2 separate regions of the Mus musculus genome follow, and region 2 is linked to region 1. A link is a contact called in public HiChIP or PLAC-seq data. All regions are on one chromosome and are shown on one strand. The core of a region is the stretch at or near the end of the contact, and the rest is flanking DNA. Distances in the headings are between cores, read along the strand shown.

Region 1 (5,847 bases), core at 233-2,732:
TGACACACTTACCTATGTGTAATCAAAATACTCATAAAAATACACATAAAAAACACATTAAAAAAAAGTTAGACAATGAACCACACTCAAGGTCATATCGCCTCTAAATCTACAGTACAATCAGGTATGCAAGAACACCTTCGCTCTAGCCCAACCTCGGATGTTCTAATTCAACCTGGATGTTCCTGTTGAATCTACCTAATACTAGAGTACATGGTCTTAAACAGAGGACAAACCTTTTATACCATAAAGGAAGAAAAACACTCAGTGGGACTTTTATTGAATTCACAAGGACACGGAAAAAACCTCCCTCCCTCCCTCGCTCCTCGTGCTTTGTACTGCTGGATGCATTTCCATCACTGCTGCCACAGGCTTAAACAATATCCATTGATGACCTCATGGTTTCCATGTGGGCTTGGGCCCAGCCGAGACAGCTGGTTGTTTCAGGGCTGCAACCCAAGTCCATTCAAGTCGCTGGCACAACTCAGTTCCGTATGGCTGTAACACTGGTCCCAGACTAGCTGTCAGCCTGGGGCCACCCTTAGCTCCCTGCCCTTTTTTTTCCTCTTCCAAGAAGCCACAGCAGGTGGAGTCCTTCTCCTCTGTGAACCCCCTGAGCCCCTCGCCAGCCTTCCTATTTTAGAGTTCCCTCTTTAACCAAATTCCTTCTCTCTCTCACACGGAGATGATTCACAACCTTAACTTCAAATTAAGTGACAATACGTTTTGTCTGACGTACGAGTAGAGGCTTTTTGTGGCGGATAAGTTTTTCTCTAATGTGAATACCCTTGGGTAGAAGTGGTCAAAACTTAAACCCCTGTCCCGGAGCTTAAATGCTGTTCCCTCTTTTTTAGATAAAGGGGATGTGTCTCAATCTAGACACAGAGCTGAAAAAGTAAAACAGAGAGAAAAACAGATCCGGATCCAAGGAAACTGTCCGGAGCCCGTGTCCGAGAAACTTTGGTTTTCCCCAGCAACTCGCACCTGCGGCGTGGCCGGGGGTTTGAGGCGTTATCTTGTTTATTTTTAACTTTCTCCCCCAACTCCCCTCGACGGCTCGACCACCTTACGGGGATTACCCGGTACTCGCCCCGCAGCATCAACTGTCGGGAGGGCAGATGCGCAGCACACAGGGGCTTAGGGACCAGACCCGGGTGGCAGGGCCACGGCGGCGCTGCCCCGGCCGGCTTCTGAGCCCAGGGCCAGCCCCGCTGCCGCTGGCTGGGGTGCGCAGGTGACGGCGACAGCCTGGCCTTTTATCCGCACGCGGAATCTCGCAGCCCGGCCCAGTACCCCCGCACCGCACCGCACCGAGCCGAGCCATGCCGGGCCACGCCGCGGGCGACTATGGGGAAGAGGACAGGAAGGCGGCGCCGCCTGACTCACGCTTATACTCGGCCATCAGCCTCTTCAACGCCGTCCCCGCCATACCGCGGAACCTGCGTTCAGCAGCCTCGCCACATCCGCGCCGGTCCCGCCCGCCCGCTCCGACGCCCACGACTGCTTCCGGGTCGCGGGCTCCGGGCGCAAATGCATCCGGGGCGCGCGCGGGTGACGTGGCGCACCCGGGTGCTTCAGACAGGCTCGCTGGGGTTCGCCTCGCGCTCCCCGGGTAATGGCCCGGGTCGACGGAGCTCGGCTTCCAGAATCTTCTCGGCCGGCCACACCCTCAGCATTGAAGGTTTCCTACGCCGCCGTGAGGCTTTGCGCAGCTCGCCCTGCGGCCCTTTAGTCTTGAAAAATAGTGCGAGAGCTAATGGCTCATCATGGATTGTTCCTGAATGAGACTCATGTCCTTGCGCTTGGGCTCGCCCCTCAGAAGTGGCTGTCCAGATCGTGAAACTTTCCCCTTGTAGGCATGAATGTCCTAGAACTCATTATTTAGCCCAGGCCGGCCTCGAATTCACAGAGATGCCACCTGCCTACCTCTGTCTCCCAAGTGCCACTACACCTGGTTTTTGAGGCCCAGGTGATTTGAGATGACACTTCTAGCAAGAGAAAGAGTACCTTGGTTTCACAAAGGAAGGATAAAGTTCCCGGGCCATATCCCATCCTCTCTGGCCAAAAAAACTCAGACTCTGCCAAGTAAGCTGTACTTCCTCATCATACGGAACTGCCAGATAGATGCTTGGTATTTTCTTAGGTGCACCACTGCCTTCGCTAAGTGGACATGAGGGATACAGCTCGGGACGTGGCTCTCCGAAAAAAGGGGCTTTCAGGACTAGGTGTAGGGACAAAGAGAAAGTTCCTGCTGGGACCCTGAGTATAAGAAGCTGAACTCAAAAGATTTGAGGCATTAGATTCATCACATTTGTCGTTTTAAAAAAGAATATTAAGGGGGCTGAAGAGATGGCTCAGCGGTTAAGAGCACTGACTGCTCTTCTGGAGGTCCTGAGTTCAAATCCCAACAACCACATGGTGGCTCACAACCATTTGTCACGAGATCTAATTCCCTCTTCTGGTGTCTGAAGACAGCTACAGTGTACTTACATACAATAAATAAATCTTTTAAAAAAATATATTAGAGCCAGGCAGTGGTGGTGCACACCTTTAATCCCAGCACTTGGGAGGCAGAGGCAGGCCGATTTCTGAGTTCGAGACCAGCCTGGTCAACTGAGTGAGTTCCAGGACAGCCAGGGCTACACAGAGAAACCCTATCTTGAGAAAGAAAAAAAATATTAGGATGCTACTCCAATTACATGTAAGGTTAAAAAAAAAAAAAATCCCACACGCATAACCCTCCCAAGCATGCCCCACCCACAAGTCAAAAGGAGGCCTCGAGGACACACTGCTCCTCCTGCTGTTGCCTGTAGAAGCATAAGTTAGTCTAACACATCCAAATGATGTGGCAGCCCCGATTCCCTGCGACAGTTTGAATGTGAGTCGTGCCCACATGTTTGCTGGTCAGGGTGGAACCTCCACTAGCTGGATAGGGGTGAATTTTGAGATTAGGATTAGCTTAGTTTCTAGTTCTCTCTGCTTCCCAGTCAGCTACCCGGTGAGTAAGCAGCTGTCACACACTGCTGCCGCCTTGGAGCCACCTGCCGCCATGATAGACGGTATCCCCTCCAACCCCAAGGCAAAATTAACTTCTGTGTGTCGGGTATTGATCCCATCAGCAAGAAAACAAACTTGTAAAGTAGTACCATGAACTGAGGCCATCCCTGGGATGAGCCTGACCATGAGCTTCAGAGCTAGTTTGGTTTTGTTTTAAAGATTTTTATGAGTACACTATGGCCGAAAAAAAAAAAAAAGATCTATTTATTTATTTAATGTGAGTACATTGTAGCTGTACAGAAGGTTGTGAGCCTTCACGTGGTTGTTGGGAATTGAATTTTTAGGACCTCTGCTTGCTCCAGTCAACCCCACTGGTCAACTCTGCACTGCTGGCCAAAAGACTTATTATAAGTACACTGTAGCTGTTTTCTGACACACCAGGAGAGGGTGTCAGATCCCATTACAGATGGTTGTGTGCCACCCTGTGGTTGCTGGGATTTGAACTCAGGACCTCTGGAAGAGCAGTCAGTGCTCTTAACCGCTGAGCCATCTCTCCAGTCCCAGCCCCAGAGCTAGTTTTAAGGAGAAAAGTGGAAAACAGGTTCAGAGCTGGGAGCTAGAGAACTCTCAGATTGCTGTGAGCAGGGCTAAGAGGACGACTCTGGGGGGAATTTGGAAGACCAGAACACCAAGAAATGCAGGTAGCCTAGACTGCTCAGGGTGCTTTATCCCAGAGGTGAACATCGAACATATCAGAAACTTGGTGGTAACCATTTCACGTCACATCCTGTGGCAGGGCAACGCAGTGCAGTTTCCTCCATCTTGGATCCTTGCTGAGGCCATGTTCGGCTTAACTAGAATCTGATCTCTCTGATTGGGAAGCCCCATAAACAGTTATTCAACTCTATTCTAGGAACTTGAGGTCAAGATGCCCCAGCTTAGCTTCTATTAAAGCTTGTGCAGAACTCCCTCCAGCTAACTGCCTTTAAACTGCTCACTTGCACAGAACTTCTCCTTGCAAACTGCTGAGTTATCAGAATGTGGGGTTTTTTGTTTTGTTTTTTGTTTTTTTGTTTTGTCTTTAAAAACACCTTACTCTATACTCTAAAGCAGTGGTTCTCAATCTTCCTAATGCTTTAACCTTTAACACAGTTCCTCATGTTATGGTAACTCCCAACCGTAAGATTATATTTGCTATTACTTCATAACTGTAATTTTGCTACAGATTTGACCCCTACAAACCATTGCTCTTTAGTTTTGAGTCCCAAATACCTAAGTGTGGTCCCAGCTGGCTGGAATAAATACTTCCAATTGGCTATAGACTGTATCTGAGTGGTCTTCTCTGGTGGATTCCCCATAACAATTCCGTTTTCCCTGCATCCTAAAAACTGGAGTGAGGCCATATTTCAAAAATAATGAGCTAAGGAAGCTGTTTGGCAGAGGGAATTTCAAGGCAGCCTACCTAACATCCAGGCTGTGGCATGATTCTTGTTCACCGCATTTATCCAGATTACAGTGAAAACAGGTAGAAAGTAGCCCAGAGAAATGTGGGAAGTGTCCTTTGGTGAACAGAGATCAGACAGAGTTGAGGGCAGGGCAGACTGGGAACAAGCTGTAGTGGTTAAAGGAATTTAGTGTCAGCAAGAGCTGTCTGAGACACTGCACTGGGATACTAGGTACAGTGCCTAATGAAATGAGAACCCCAAGGTATAAAATGCAAGAGATCCTTCAGGGTTCCCTGCTTAAAAACAAAAAAACCAAGAGCACACAGGGAGGTTTTCCCAGCCTCAAGAGCACACAGAGATGGCTGCAACTGTGCCCTAAGGGTGACAGGCTTCCTCTGGAACTGACAGCCAAACTTGATGGTGGCTCCACATTTGTGAGCTTTTTTGTTTTTTGTTTGTTTTTGTTTGTTTGTTTGGAAACAGGGTTTCTCTGTATAGCCCTGGCTGTCCTGGAACTCACTTTGTAGACCAGGCTGACCCCGAACTCAGAAATCTGCCTGCCTCTGCCTCCCAAATGCTGGGATTAAAGGCGTGAGCCACCACTGCCCAGCTGCATTTGTGAGATGTAAGAGGGGAGAAAGGCCAATGAAACAAGGCAATGAATGGGGGGTATCAAGATTCCTGTACAGAGGCCCTGAGAAGCCACACTGTGGAGTTGAGAAGGGAGAGGTTATCTGTTAAGGAATCCTCAGATGTTAGAGATACCAGCAGGGTGGGATGCTCACTGAGGAATGTTCCAGACCCCAAGTACTGACCCAACAGAGACCACAGCACCTCAGGAGGCAGAACTGTGGGGTAGGACTGACTACCCACAGCTAACAGAGCCCAAATGATCCCAAGAACCTCTGACGTAGCAGCAGGCTTTGGTTTGTGCCTTGCTGGCTTTCATTAATCTTGCTTCAACCTAATCTTCCTTTGCTATGCCCCAATCCCTCCCTTTTGAGACAAGCATGTTTACTCTGTGCTGTTGTATGTCAGAGTAACTTGTTTATTTTACAGGGGCTCACCATTCAAAACCTATCTTGAGTCTCAGAGCAGACTTTGAACTTTAGAGTGAGCTCTCAGAGACAGACTAAATGTGTTTTGTACTATGCAACACACGATCTTAAAAGGCAAGTTGGTTCTACAATGATGTACTTGGGTGTCAGGCCGATAAGAAACTTAAGTCAATTAAATGCCTGGAGTGTTAATAAAGTTCACCTTTGAGTATCCCCTAAGGGCCTTTTCCTGACAGGATTAACTGCTTCCTGATTCCCAAACCCCTCAACAAGCAGCCTAATGCTCCAGTTACCTTTGTCTCCCATGTCCTGATGGAGCACCCTCAAACCATAAGCCAACATAAACT
Region 2 (5,594 bases), core at 96-2,595, 2.0 Mb before region 1:
CACGGTGTGGTCTTGTGTGCGTATTCTCTGCTGATACCTTCAGTCTCCCACTCACATACCCCAATGCTGTCCTAGCTGAAGACTGTCCGTCTACATTCTCGCTGGTTTTCTCCCTTTGTGCCTGTACCCCTCCCCTCTAGCCACATGGGCCCGCCATGCTCCACCCTTCCCTTCTTGGCTACCATCTTGGATACTGAGCCCCTTCCCTCTGGTGCAGAGATGTCTGGTCTGCTCAGCTGGAAATGTATGATCTCTGGACTTTCACTTCCCTAGGGAAGGCCTGAGCTACTGTTGCCCAACGTCTTCCTCCTTGCGGCCCCCTCCCCTGCTCTCCTCCCTGAGTCTTCCTCCAAGCACCCTTTGGAAAGCCACTCCCATGCTGAGACCCTCAGGCATTTGGTCACCCCCTGGCTGATGATGCCCTACTGATCAGCTTCCCTCATCCACTATGCAATGAAAAAGCGTCCTTAGTCGTCACCTACACTGGAACTACTCCCACTGCGGAGCTCCCTGCAGGGTTCACGTCAGGCTCTAGACCAGCCTGTGCTCTGCGTGTGCATCTAAGGAACTTCTGTCTGGGGCCTGGGGCCTGAGTACACAGGCTGTCCATCTCCTGGACAAGCACCACACTATTTATACTACCTTGCTGGGCTTCTTGACCTCCCAAAACCCTTGGCTGCGAGGGCAAAATGGACTCGGGTTCAAAAGCAACCTCCTCCAGGCCGTAATCACCTGGAAGCTCATGCAATAGATGGACGATGGATTACAACCCCCAGCACTTCCTACCCGGACCACAATATCCAGTACACCCCGCGCACACTGCAGGCGAAATCGATGCGAGGCGTGCCGAGAACCTTAAACCTGCCTCAAGCCGACCAGACCCGGGAAAAGAGGAAAGACCACTACTCCCGGAAACGCCCCGCGCCGGCGGCGAGTTGCTCCCGCGCGGGGCCTGTCGGGAATTGTAGTTCTGGTACCCCCGTCCGCCATCGGTCCGCACCTCTGCGAGTGGTGAGCCAGGCGAAGGTGCCACAGCGCGCGGCCCAGGCGCTGTTGCTGCAGGAGGAGCTGGCCCGGGGGCTCCCCGGCGCCTCCGTTGGTCGGCGAGCGTAGACCCATGTTCTCGAAGTAGTGCGCCAAGAAGGCGATGGGCTCCTCGGGCCGGATCTCCAGCACCTTTAGGAGGGCTGCGCGCAGCATCTCCGTCACGCCGAGCTGCCGTAGGAAGTCCTCCTCGCTCTCAGCGGCCGCCGCCGCCTGAGACACCGACGTCCGGCCACTGTCCGGGAAATTGGCCGCTGGTGCTACTGCCGGCCGCCGTTTCTCCACTGCCGCCATCTTTGTTGGGGGCAGCGGGACCGGAAGCGCCGCCATAATTCACGGCGCGATGAGGCGCCTTCCCTCGACGACCATTTTTGTTAAGGGCAGAGGCAGCGGCCCCCCTCTCTGAGAATCTCGATAGTAACAAGCGCAAGCGACCTTTTCCCCCTGTGCCCCTGGCTTTCTCTGTGTGCGTTTTCCTGCTACTCCATGACTGCATCTTCTAGCTTCGGTCTGGAATTGTGAGCTTGCCAGACTTCAAAATGGTCCCCCAGGAAGGGCTTGGTTTCTGGCTTGAAGCGCGATACCTTGCCATCTTGGTAGTGGGCAAGTCTTCCTAAGCATGGTCTCCTAGCAACCAGGCACCCTGGGTACCAGATAAACCCCGCAAAGCTCACCAGGAATCTAGGGCTGAAAGCGGAGTTCAAACCGTTTTCTGCGTTTGCTCCCAGACTCGGCCTGGGCTCTCCCGGGTTTTTGGCCTCACTTAGTCTCCTTCCGAGCGTTAAGGTGCCTGAGCGGAGTTGTCACCAGATTCCTTCCTTTCCCAGACTGTTACCATTTCTGACCACCAGAGGGGGGTGCTCTCTTTGCAATTCTGAACTGCTGTGGCTTTCTAGTATCCTCGCATGTCCCTTTTCTGTGTTATCTTTGGCTCTTTATCTACTGACATACTTTTTATTCCCTTGTCTGGCATCCATACCGCTCTTCGTGTTTTCCCAGGTTACCCCCCAAGTACTTTTTCTAAGCCACTGGATATCTCCTTAGTTACTCTTGTTAAATGCAGGCATTTCCCAGCCTAGTATCCTGTTGCTCGACCTACCAAAGAAAACTGGGATGTGTGACTGTCTCCAGGGACTCTGGCTGTAGGGATAGGTGATGTACAAAGCCTTCCTATTCACAGTACGAAAGAATATGCCAGTGGCTAGATACGGGGCTTTTATTTAGCTCTGGGCCAGCAGGCAGAAAAGCCCAGAAGTCAGGAGAAACTTATAGATGTGCTGACCACCAAGGAAAGAGGCCACACTATCATCTTGATGCCCCAAATCCTGCAGCTGGTCACTCTCTGCCTCCTTTAGTCTGGCATAATGGAGCTTCATAGGTGTGTACATGAGCTAGTGTCTGGGCGAGGACCTGGCCGGTAGCATTTCCACAGGCGGTAGGCAAGGAAGACCAGTGCAAGCAGCCCCAGCACCAAGCTGCCAATCCATAGGACGACGGTGGAGGCTGAAAGAGTAGGAAGAGAAAGGCTGCCATCAGTCCCAGTGCCTGTGGGCTCCACAGAGGGAACATACATAGGCCCTTACAGTTTAAAAGTGGACTTAACTAGCCAGCCTCTACTTGGGTAGAAAACAGCCACCCAACCAGACATACTCAAAGACAGCATGGAAGAATGAATCTACTTAAAGGGAAGCTTTTGTTTCTAAATTACGGTCTCACTCTGTAGCTTAGGCTGACATTGACCCTTCTTCTTCTACAGCTCAAGTACTTAGATCATAGCTTGTGTGCCATCGTGCCCAGCTTAGTTCTGTTTTGTTTTGTTTTGTTTTGTTTTGTTTTGTTTTTTGTCTGTTTTGTTTTGATTTTTTGAGACAAGAGTCTTCTATGTAATCCTGGCTGTCTGTCCTGGAACTTGCTCTGTAGACCAGGATGTCCTTGAACTTAGAGATACACCTGCCTCTGAGATTAAAGGTATGTGTCACCACCACCACCTGGCTTAAGGTTTATTTTTTTAATGTTTATTTTGTGTGTGTGTGTGTGTGTGTGTATCTGTGTGTATGCCACAAATGCAGGTACACTTGGAAGTCAGAGGAGGATGTCAAGTCTCCAGGGTCCTGGAGTTACAAGTGGCTATGCGTTTCTTGTCTCTGCCTCCTGAGTGCTAGGATTAAAGACATGCGCAAACACACCTGGCGTCTTATTTGCATGTGCAGGAGTTATTTTAGTGTTGATGTACATATGTGTACCATGCACACATGGTGCTCTGGGAGGCCAAAAGTGTGGGTTACATTCCCTGAATCTGGAGTTACAGATGTTTGTGAGCTATCACATGGGAAGTGAACCCAGGTTCTCTGTAAGACCAGTAAGTACTCTTTAATTTCTGAGACATCTGTTGCTTCAGACTCAATTAACGTATTTAAAAAATCAACCATTAAGACATGTGTCATGGGCTGGTGAGATGGCTCAGCAGGTAAGAGCACTGACAGCTCTTCTGAAGGTCCTGAGTTCAAATCCCAGCAGCCACATGGTGGCTCACAACCACCCGTAATGAGATCTGATGCCCTCTTCTGGTGCGTCTGAAGACAGCTACAGTGTACTTATGTATAACAATAAATTTAAAAAAATGTGTCACAGTGGTGTGCACCTGTTATCTCAGCACTGAAGAGGTTGAGGCAAGATCACGGTCACTTTTAGCTATGATGCAAGTTTGAAGCCAGCCCCGGGTATGTGAAACTAAAGTTAAATAGCTATGAAGTCAGCCCCGGGCATCTGAAACCAATGTTAAATTTTTTTTTCACTTTTTGTTTCACTGGATCTTCCTGTCTCTGAAAGACTGCAAGGTGCCCCGAGTTCTAAGAGGTCTCCAGACAGGAAAGCATACTGAACATGGGGAAACTGAGGCTAGGCATGGTACAGACTCCTGCTAGTGTTTTAGTCCCATTTGTCCCTCCCTCCCAGGGCCCCAGACTCACAGGAATTCGGGGTCACCTGGCCAGGAACATACAGATTGGTCACCTGCCCGCCAGGGTCCTGGCGGCACTGGAACCAGCCCTCTACCATGGGACCTGGGGGCAGCACGCTTAGCCATGCCTGGGCCCCAGCCTCCCTCTTGTGGTAGGTTGCCAGGTCGCCAGGAGCCAAGGTCCAGCGCACAGTAACTCCGGGCCCACAGGATGCTTCACAGAGTAGCTCCCAGCCTGCCTCCAGGTCCTGGTGGATTTTCGGGCGGCAAGGTCCCTCAGAGCTCAGAGTCCTAGGGCTAAGCTTGGGGTATGGAGGGGCAGAAGGTAGGGTGGTGATGTTGAGCCCAGTGGAGACTGCCTCAGCAGTACTTGATGAGGTCAGGATGTAGGGCTCAGCAGAGGTCGTGTTGGGGGGCTTAGGTGAGGTCTGGCTCTGTAGTACTGCAAACAGAATGAATGTTCTTCCTGTAGCCTCAGTTTTCCTCATCTGCAACCCAGTATTGGTTCAGAATTCTTCCATCACCCTTCCCACATCACTTAAGAGGCACAAGGCATCATACTAGTTAGGATCAGCAGCTGATGACACAGACACAGAACAGGAAGTAGGTACTAGCTCTTATGCAAGTCTACCAGATCACTGTTTATTTTATTTATTTACTTTGGTTTTTCAAGACAGGGTTTCTTTGTATAGCCCTGACTGTCCTGGAATTCGCTCGGTAGACCAGGCTGGCCTCAAACTCAAGAAATCCACCTGGCTCTGTTTTCTGAGTGCTGGGATTAAAGGTGTGCACCGCCAACCACCCACCTAGGCAAAGCCAAGAATTTGTGAACAGAAAACGACGGAAATATCATGTTGGAGCTAGCATAGAGTAGGTCCTTATCTTTTGAGTTAATCTTTTCTGGCTGCCTTGTGACACAGGCATTGAACAGTTTTGTTGGGGATCTACAGGTGGGGACAACCAATCATGGGCCAAGCCCCAGAGCTGCTGGGCCTAGAGGCAGGCAGGACCCAGTGGTCTTACCTGGAATCTCCTTTCTATGGGTCAGCACCAGTTTGGGCAGCTGCATGGTGACCTGGCAGTGAAGGGCAGGAGGGGCAGGGGTCCCCAGGGAGGGTAACCGCCAGCGTTGTGTCATTCGGAACAGTGGTGTGCCCTCAGCCTCTTGTATCTCCTCTTCTTGCTCTGGTTCCAGGGCTTGGGCACCCTCCAGTCTCTGCTCTCCCAGTAGCAGGGCAAAGGAGAGACTGTTCGGGTCTGCAGGCCAGATGTTGTGGGCCGTGCAGGACACCACCTGGTCCTGTCCAGGTACAAGGAACTCCGGGGACACCACCAGCTGGTCTGGGAAGGCTGTGGATCGATAGCAGGCCCAGGGCTGAGCTTAGAGGTCAGGCCTGGGCCAGGCAGAGGGGAGTTTGGCGTGAGAGTGCAGCTATGGCCTCAGGTGGTTGGGACAGGAAGGGTGAGTATGTCAGCCTTGAAGGTCTACAGTGTGGGGGTGGCAGTGGAGTGTGGGGACTTGGTGGGTGGTGGCACTGGTATGGCGCAAGGTCCTGATTCCCCCGGGGCAGGTGGCACCTAGAAAGGCAGA

Evidence for each region. HiChIP or PLAC-seq counts read pairs in DNA pulled down with a chosen protein or histone mark.
Region 2: a contact with region 1 is called in an H3K4me3 HiChIP or PLAC-seq map of embryonic forebrain, with 10 times the contacts expected there. The contact joins the promoter of Tpgs1 here to the promoter of Ube2g2 in region 1. A contact is called at or near these places in 3 of 39 promoter capture datasets (the C10 cell line, erythroid cells and liver), 1 of 484 Hi-C or Micro-C datasets (CD4 T cells) and 1 of 115 datasets of contacts at active chromatin or transcription factors (embryonic forebrain).

The regions. Positions count from the first base shown.
Region 1 is chr10:77,617,956-77,623,802 of GRCm38.p6, reverse strand. It overlaps Ube2g2 (ubiquitin-conjugating enzyme E2G 2), which reads right to left and starts at 1,482. Exons shown (of 6, transcript NM_019803.3): 1 at 1,387-1,482. The coding sequence starts at 1,429. Sumo3 (small ubiquitin-like modifier 3) reads right to left here. Exons shown (of 4, transcript NM_019929.4): 4 at 5,472-5,847.
Region 2 is chr10:79,665,190-79,670,783 of GRCm38.p6, reverse strand. Tpgs1 (tubulin polyglutamylase complex subunit 1) reads right to left here and starts at 1,345. Exons shown (of 2, transcript NM_148934.3): 1 at 1,001-1,345. The coding sequence starts at 1,338. It overlaps Madcam1 (mucosal vascular addressin cell adhesion molecule 1), which reads right to left. Exons shown (of 5, transcript NM_013591.3): 3 at 5,027-5,353; 4 at 4,014-4,445; 5 at 2,242-2,547. The coding sequence ends at 2,417.